Regions from separate parts of the Macaca mulatta genome. Here region 1 is linked to region 2. The links are chromatin contacts, called in public Micro-C maps. All regions are on one chromosome and are shown on one strand. Each heading gives the region's core, a stretch centred on a gene start, on an enhancer-like site or on the middle of the called end of the contact. The rest is flanking DNA. Distances are from core to core; before and after follow the strand shown. Region 1 overlaps VMP1 (vacuole membrane protein 1). Region 2 overlaps VMP1 (vacuole membrane protein 1).

Region 1 (4,357 bases), core at 193-2,692, 92 kb after region 2:
CATATGCCTGTAGTCCCAGCTACTTGGGAGGCTGAGATGGGAGGACCACTTGATACCAGGAGTTCAAGATTGCAGTGAGCTATGATCATGTCATTGCACTCCAGCCTGAGCAACAGAGCCAGACCCTGTCTAAAAACAAAAACAAAAACCAAAACAAAAAACCAAAAACCAAAACAAAAAACAAAGAAACAAACTGTCAAAAAGCAGGAACCTGGGCATGCATTAATGTGGATTTCAGTTTTCTAAATCTGTTGGTAAATTACTGTTGGTAACTTCTATCTCATCTCCTTTGTTTAACAAAAAGCCTAATAATGCCAGTTACCTAGGTCATAGGGTAGAAATATGAGATTATACTATAAAAGTGCAAGTATAGGCCAGGCGCGGTGGCTCAAGCCTGTAATCCCAGCACTTTGGGAGGCCGAGACGGGCGGATCACGAGGTCAGGAGATCGAGACCATCCTGGCTAACACGGTGAAACCCCGTCTCTACTAAAAAATACAAAAAACTAGCCGGGCGTGGTGGCGGGCGCCTGTAGTCCCAACTACTCGGGAGGCTGAGGCCGGAGAATGGCGTGAACCCGGGAGGCGGAGCTTGCAGTGAGCTGAGATCCGGCCATTGCACTCCAGCCTGGGCGGCAGAGCGAGACTCCGTCTCAAAAAAAAAAAAAAAAAAAGTGCAAGTATAAAATTGCTGGACAAAACAAAAGAAATATGAACTCTATAGTATTAGTTCATGCTCCAAGTTATAAGGTACTGTCTTTGAAGCTATTTTTATTATGTTGAATTAATCCATATTAAAAGGCATATTTGGCCAGGCGTGGTGGCTCACGCCTGTAATCCCAGCAGTTTGGGAGGCCCAGGCGGGTGGATCACTTGAGGTCAGGAGTTCGAGACCAGCCTGGCCAACATTGTGAAACCCTGCCTCTACTAAAAATACAGATCGCACCATTGCACTCCAGCCTGCGTGACAGAGTGAGTCTCCATCTAAAAAACAAAAGAAAAAGAAAAAGAAAAAGAAAAAAAGGCATGTTTCGCCTTTGTTCTCTAGACCCAAGCAACTTTTGATCACACAGTTGACTGAAGTATTCAGGAGCAATGAACTACATATTTATGAGAGCACTGTTAAAAAAAGGGGGGGGCTAGTATAAATTGTTTAAAATGTATGCCCAACAACAAATGTAAGCTAAACTAAATTTTCTTGTCTTTTGTTTAAGCATACATTAATAAACTTAAGGGCAGGAAGTTACCCAGTCTGTGCATACCCCTTTTCCTTGGCAAAAACCCAGCCCAATGTCCTGAAGACCTTGGTTTCTTCTTTTGATGTGGTGATGCTCAGCAGAGTTAATATATGAGTCATTCCTTAGGGAAAGACAGAGAGAAGAGCTTTCATGCCTTCATCAAACAAAAGGCAAATAGATTTTTTTCTAAGAAGGGTCTGTTGGTCTTCCTGAAACAGCACTGAGTCACTGCATGCTTACAGCCATAGTTATAAGCGTCTGGTATCAAGTCATACCAGAGCCTTAACTTTTGGTAATTTCTTTTTTGTCTTAAAAGGAGGATAGACAAGTGAGCAATAAAGCAATATTCAGAAGTCAAGCTGAATTGATAGGGAAGAAGTTGGCTAACAATTTTTTTTTAAAAGAATGATTCCACTTTATGGTATTAACAACTACTACAATATTTCACTTACTGAAACTATTTCACTATTTTATTTCAACCCATATCAATGCAGTTTTCCAAATAATATTTATTTTCAGCAATAGCCAAGAGTCAAAAAATATCAGAAATGTCTATACCTAAGGAAAAAACAGCTTTTAAAAAGTGCAGAATACTATACAGTACTTCTTCCTTAGGGTGCCATGTACCGAGGAGGTTATAAATATGAAAAAGCAATTAAGACGTCAGATTTTTAAAATGTACATATATATTTTTTGTTTTCATTTTAGTCCTCAATTGACCTGCACTTCAGGGTAAATGTACAATTTTTAACACATATTTTAATAATGAAAGAATCCCAAACTTTAAAGCAGAAACAGGCCTCTGAATCTTACACAGGGGCACATATCTCACAACTTTCTTTGTATCTAATTGATAACAAAGAGTCAAGTTTTTTCTATAAAAATGGTCATATGAAACAAATGGCTCACAGATATCATTCAAAGGATAACTCCTTGATGTTACAGCTTCTAATAAAACCTGATCTATTCTACAATGTAACTGAATAGTTCCCAACTTTTCTACTTCCAAACTGCTTCTAGAAAGTAAAACTCTAACACCTAAAACATGAGAAAATCCAATGGTTAAAATATATGGCAAACAGAAAAATTGTAAAATATATTCAGCCTTCTACTTATAGCTAAATATTTGGGCATCTTTTTAAATTATAAATGATTGTCGATAGTTTTTCTTCTCTTTACAATTCTTTGTCTAGAAGCTGGGCTTGATTGAAAGGGATATAGGGCTTTGTGAAGCCTTTTGCCAGGAAACTGCTCCACCTAGTGTCAAAAATTGTACATCACATTATATAGGAGAGTAAATTGTAGCTGATGGACTCCTTTGCTATTAAGAACAGCCTTTATAAATCCTTAATGTTACATACAGTTTACAAATGGTTCTTTAATCATCTTTTTGTCTGGTAACTTGATGAATCATAATGTACATGCATATAAGGAGCATGTCCAGAATACATTTCTCATAGTCAAGTACCAAAGTTCCTGTTTTTGTTAACCTGGTTAATTACAGAATTATGAATCATATTTCTCTGTTAGTGGGAAATAATTACAAGGTGGCTACGGAAATAACCCCATCACTTCTCCTAATTGTGTACAACATCTACACTTTTTTTTGTTCTTGAGACAGGGTCTCATTCTGTCACCCAGGCTAGACTGCAGTGGCGTGATCATAGCCTCCTTGGCTCAAGCGATTCTCCAATCTTGGCCTCAACCTCCACCTGAGTAGCTGGGACTACAGAAGCATGCCACTACACCTGGCTAATTAAAAAAATTTTTTTTGTAGAGACGGGGTCCCACTAGGTTGCCCAGGCTGGTCTGGTCTTAACTCCTGGCCTCAAGTGATCCTCCTGCCTTGGCCTCCCAAAGTGCTGGGAATACAGGTGCGAGCCATTGCACCTGGCCTATGTTTTTTAGAAATAAATTTTATTGTGCATAATTGAGGCTTACAATATGATGCTATAGTATACATACAGATAACAAAATGGTTATACTATAGTAAAGCAAATTAACATGTCTATCATCTTACATAGCTACTTTTTAAAAATAAGAACAGCTAAAAATCTACTTAACAAAAATCCCTAGTCCATTATAATTTTAGAACTGTGGTACCTTAGATCTTCGGAAATATTCATCCTACACATGACATCTAAACTTAATCCATAAGTTATTTATTCCTCAAAATAGTTGCAATCTTGTAAAATCTGGTATTTAAGAGGAATTGAACATACCAATGGTTACATGAAACTGGAACCAAATCTTCCTGTCATCAGACAGCTCATTTGGAAGAAATTTTTCTGCTTTTCCCTTCATAAAAAGCTTTTTTTTTTACTCTTAATTTTTTTTATACAACTCAAGCATATGCACAACTATATTCTTTTCTAAAGCATCATGTTAAACCTGTTATTTCTTGATCAAGAAGAGAGAAATGATAGTACTTATTTGGCAAATGGGTGAACCAAATACACAGATGTCATACAAAAATCTTTAGAAGACAGCTAGCTCTAATTAAGGCTCCCAGGCTCAAAATGTCTCTTCTGGTGTACTATTGTCATTTAATGAGTTAGAGCAGGGGTTAACAAACTACAAACTGCAGACCAAATCCAGCCTGCTACCTGTTTTTATGAATAAAGTTTTACCGGAAAATGGCCACATTCATTCATTTATGTACTGTCTGTAATTGCTTTCTCATTACAATGACAGATCTGAGTAGTTGCACAGAGACTGGATAGCCCACGATGTGTAAATAGCTACAGATCTGACCCTTTACAGAAAAAGTGAGGCTGGATACAGTGGCTCATGCCTGTAATCCCAGCACTTTGGGAGGCTGAGGTGAGAGGATCTCTTGAGTCCAAGAGTTTAAGAACAGTCTGGGCAACATGGAGAGACCCCGTTTCTACCCCTAAAAAACAAAAAACAGCTAGGTGTAGTGGTGCACACCTGTAGTCCCAGATACTTGGGAGGCTGAGGTGGGAGGATCTCCTGAGCCCAGGAGGTTGGGGCTACAGTGGGCCATATTCATACCACTGTACTCCATGCCACTGTACTCCAGCCTAGGCAACAGAGAGAAACTGTCTCAAAAAAGAAACGAAGATAAAAGAAAATGAAAAAGAGAAAGTATGCTCTCTA
Region 2 (4,439 bases), core at 436-2,935:
AAAAGTTGTAAAAATTGATACAGGTTGGAAAAGGGAATTTTCCTTCCTGGCTTGGAGTCCTCCCAATTGAAGGCAGAACCCATCCACTCCAATTTCTGCAGTTTGAAACTTTCTCTGCTTATTTAGTTTTCTCCTCTGAGTTCAACCGCTGCTGGATTCGTTTGGCATAACTTTGTGCCATGGAGTTAATGATAGATAGGATGAAGTAACACACCATCACAACGACCAACTTTTCAAACATCCAGGACAACCAGTTTTCTCCCTGTAGAAATAAATGCAGAACAATGCAGTGAAAAAGGTTTCATTTGGTCAGTAGTAAAAAGAGGGTCATCTATAATGCTTTAAGGAAAATAATGAAAACTTGAAGTGTGTAACTTAGAAAACCTGAAGAATTAAAACTGAAAAGTAAGCAACCCCAGCTACTCCAAAACACCCATTCCTCTCCTTTTCACATCCAACTAGCAAGATTTCACGTTGTTGGATGTAAAATCAATGTTGATTCATATAGTTTAAAATGGGGTGAGTGTGAGGTTAGCTCTTCTACTAGGACCTAAGAAAAAACTCTTTGATTAAACTCAACTCCGAAGTTACCACGCAGATATTTGTGAGTACTGTCAAGACAGTTAAATATTTTTGTTCTAGTATTAGGAGCTGTTTTAAAAACACATAAATGTATCTGTTTCTGATGTCATGTTTGGTCAATTGAGGGCACCAAAGGTCCACATAAAGAGTGCAAGGCCATTAAAAAAACAGTGCTTCTGGCCGGGCGCGGTAGCTCACGTCTGTAATCTCAGCACTTTGGGAGGCCAAGGCAGGCAGATCATCTGAGGTCAGGAGTTCTAGACCAGCCTGGCTAACATGGTGAAACCCTATTTCTACTAAAATACACAAAATTAGCTGGTGTGGTGGCGCGCGCCTGGAATCGCAGCTACTCGGGAGGCTGAGGCAGGAGAATCGCTTGAACCCGGGAGGCAGAGAATGCAGTGAGCGGAGATTGCACCATCGCACTCCAGCTTGGGCAACAAGAGCGAAACTCCTGTCTCAAAAAACAAACAAACAAACAAACAAAAAATGAACCAAACCAAACCAAACAAAAAATACTGTGCTTCCCTCGAGTTTCCCATTTCAGGTTATTGCTTACTCATCCTCTTCTAGTCATTTCCCTTTGCCTCAGAATCGTTTACAGAAAAGACAGTCTAAGTTTTAAAGTTCAGCTATGGTAAGAACCTTGGTGTATTAAAAAAATTATCATTTCCCCATGGGTGAAAAGAAAAACAGTGAAAATCAAAGGGAGATATTCAAGTCACCTCAGTAAGTCTAATACTTTGTTACGCTGTAAGTTTTAACTTTTTAATCCACCTGGGGAGTATATCTACTAATTTAAGATCAAGGCAACAACTCATTCTATGTAACAGAACCATTGTTTTCCATTGGCTCCACCCTTGTTTTTGGGAGAAGATGTACAGAAGTACACTTTCTAGTTTAAGACAAAGACAAATTTCCCAGTAGAGCATACACAGACACTCAGCTTCTGTCAAGGAACACTGGCAAACCAACCTCACTTATTTGCCTAAAAATGTGAGTGAGAGCTGTGAATGTAATTTCAGCCTGAAACTTCCCAGAGGGGAGAAGAAACCGGAATAAAGTCTTACCTGTGGTGTGCCCATTTCGCTTCTGTGGTGAAGCTTCTGCCGTTGAGCCTCCAGGTACTCCTGAAATGGCTTCTGCAGAGATGGACCTATGCCGGGGACAGCACTGGAAGCAGGCAGGGTACAGTAGCCCGAGGAAAAAGACACATTTGGGAAGAAAAGCAGGAAAAACGTTAAACAAAATGCACTTACCACCTGGACTCAAAAGGCAGGGATTGTATAGGAAGAGGAATAAAATATAAAAATCAGAGAACTGCTGAAATTCTGTGAGCTCTTTCTAGTAAAAAAAAAAAAAAAAAAAAAAAAATTCTTCCTTCTAACAACCCCTTAAAAAGCAAAATCTCTCCCACCAACACGTCTGGGAGAGACTAAGAGCTGTAAATCAGGAACCGCTCCCAGCAAAAGAGTTAGTCCCAGAGTAAGGCCAGCTCAGCTGATACTGTACTCTGGTGTGGCACAAAGAATAAAATGAATGACTTCTCAGAAGTCCCACATTTATCACCACCAGTTCCTGTAAGAACTGGTTTGAACCAATTAATAAGGAAATGACTTATGCTTGTGTCATCCCTAGTTAAAAAAGAAACTGCCCGCCCTCTCTCTGACTTGTCCCCTCTTCTCAGAGGGGGCGGTCTTTCTCAATCTAAGTCCTTATTAGGACAATCTGTGCGTCATCCTTATCCAAAAAGAATGCATTAGCAAACTTGGGAGGCACCTCCCACTAGTCAGAAGTCAGTGATTAACAAAGGAACAAAGAAGGAACTATGAACTTTGAATCATTTCATGGTTTATGGTAGACAGTTTGCACAGAAACTCCAGTACATTAGTAACAACTTGTTCTGAGATGACTGGGATAGTGATCTTTGATACATTTATGTACTCGGAGCTCCTTCTCACCCAGAATACATGGAGGCAGTGCTGTTAAACCGGTTTGGCAACTGTAGCTAACAGGCTCCTGTTTTAGACATGCTTGCAGGCGTTTTTAAAAATGGTAGCTTGGGGCAACTTAGAAAAATCAAACATCTCTATTTTCTGTACCTTTTAGTTTGTTATCTGTCACATAGGGCTAAGGACGTAAATAAGTTCAAACTCTTTCTTACAGCCAGCCAGAGATTCCAATATGTACTTGCAACACTGCCTAATGCTTGTCCTGTTAAGTATCCTGACTCAAATTCACTTCACTTCTTTTTTTTTTTTTTTTTTTTTGAGACTGAGTCTTGCTCTGTCGCCCACGCTGGAGTGCAATGGCGTGATCTCGACCCACTGCAACCTCCACCTCCCGGGTTCAAGTGATTCTCCTGCCTCAGACTCCTAAGTAGCTGGGATTAGAGGTGCCCTCCATGATGCCCAGCTAATTTTTGTAGAGACGGGGTTTCACCATGTTGGCCAGGCTGGTCTCGAACTCCTGACTTGAAGTAATCTGCCCACCTCAGCCTCCCAAAATGCTGGGATTACAGGTGTGAGCCATGACGCCTGGCCTTACTTCACTTTTTTTTTTTTTTGAGATGTAGTCTTGCTCTGTTGCCCAGGCTGGAGTGCAGTGGTGTGATCTTGGTTCACTGCAACCTCTGCCTACCGGGTTCAAGCAACTCTCTGCCTTAGCCTCCTGAGCAGCTGGGATTACAGGCGCTTGTCACCATGCCTGGATAATTTTTTTGTATTTTTAGTAGAGAAGGGGTTTCACCATCTCGGCCAGGCTGGTTTTGAACTCCTGACCTTGTGATCCCCCTGCCTCAGCTTCCCAAAGTGCTGGGATTACAGGTGTGAGCCACTGCACCTGGCCTTCACTTCTTTTCTAGAACAATTCCTTGCTACTTTTTATAACAAAAAGCAGGAGTAGAAGAGTTTTTGCTATTGTATTTTTATCAGATGCTAACGCATCCCTAACTTCTGGCTGAATTCTTTTCTTTAATCCTATTTATCTATCAGTCACCAAATACTTATTTGATTCCTTTTGTTGGGAAAAAAGCCAAAAAAACAAACTGCCCACAAGGAACTTAAAATCATTTATGGGCATTTGGATTCAAAACACAGGCAGATGCGCACGCGCATGCGCGCGCACACACACACACACACACACACACACACACACACACACACGAACTGATCTGTGAACAAAATAACGTACAATTCAATATTAAAGTTTTTGGTACAGAAGATATATACCAAAGGAACTGGAGGGAGAAAAGAGAGATCAGTGAGGGGTGAAGTTGTCAAAAAGGTCCTTTAGGCCGTGTACGGTGGCTCATGCTTGTAATCCCAGCACTTTGGGAGGCCAAGGTGGGAGGATGGTTTGAGCCCAGGAGTTCAATACCATCCTGGGAAACATGGTGAAACCCTGTCTCTACAAAAAATACAAAAATGAGCTGAGAATGGTGGCATGTGCCTGTAGTCCCAGCTACTCAGGAGGCTACAGTGAGAGCCCAGGAAGCTTAGGGCTGCAGTGAGCTGTGATCGCACCACTGTACTGTACTGTAGCCTGGGTGACAGAGACCCAGCCTCAAAAAAAAAAAAAAAAAAAAATTATTTAGGCCGGGCGCGGTGGCTCAAGCCTGTAATCCCAGCACTTTGGGAGGCCGAGACGGGCGGATCACGAGGTCAGGAGATCGAGACCATCCTGGCTAACACGGTGAAACCCTGTCTCTGCTAAAAAAATACAAAAAACTAGCCGGGCGCGGTGGCGGGCGCCTGTAGTCCCAACTACTCGGGAGGCTGAGGCAGGAGAATGGCGTGAACCCGGGAGGCGGAGCTTGCAGTGAGCTGAGATCCGGCCACTGCACTCCAGCCTGGGCG

What was found. Hi-C and Micro-C count contacts between places; a contact is called where the count stands out from the background.
Region 1: a contact with region 2 is called in a Micro-C map of CD4 T cells, with 11 times the contacts expected there. The contact joins two enhancer-like sites. A contact is called at or near these places in 4 of 14 Hi-C or Micro-C datasets (CD4 T cells, blood, cortical neurons and 1 more).

The regions. Positions count from the first base shown.
Region 1 is chr16:50,232,564-50,236,920 of T2T-MMU8v2.0, forward strand. The region is part of intron 5 of VMP1 (vacuole membrane protein 1); the gene reads right to left. Among named protein-coding and RNA genes, the nearest start is that of VMP1, 44 kb to the right of the region's middle. Within about 2 kb of position 1,443, at least 8 of the 40 cell types and tissues checked have an H3K27ac peak or open chromatin away from gene starts, as enhancers often do. A contact at or near this core is called in CD4 T cells, where this site is marked.
Region 2 is chr16:50,140,701-50,145,139 of T2T-MMU8v2.0, forward strand. It overlaps VMP1 (vacuole membrane protein 1), which reads right to left. Exons shown (of 12, transcript NM_001190897.1): 11 at 1,653-1,755; 12 at 1-262. The coding sequence ends at 119. Among named protein-coding and RNA genes, the nearest start is that of MIR21, 3.4 kb to the left of the region's middle. Within about 2 kb of position 1,686, at least 22 of the 40 cell types and tissues checked have an H3K27ac peak or open chromatin away from gene starts, as enhancers often do. A contact at or near this core is called in CD4 T cells, where this site is marked.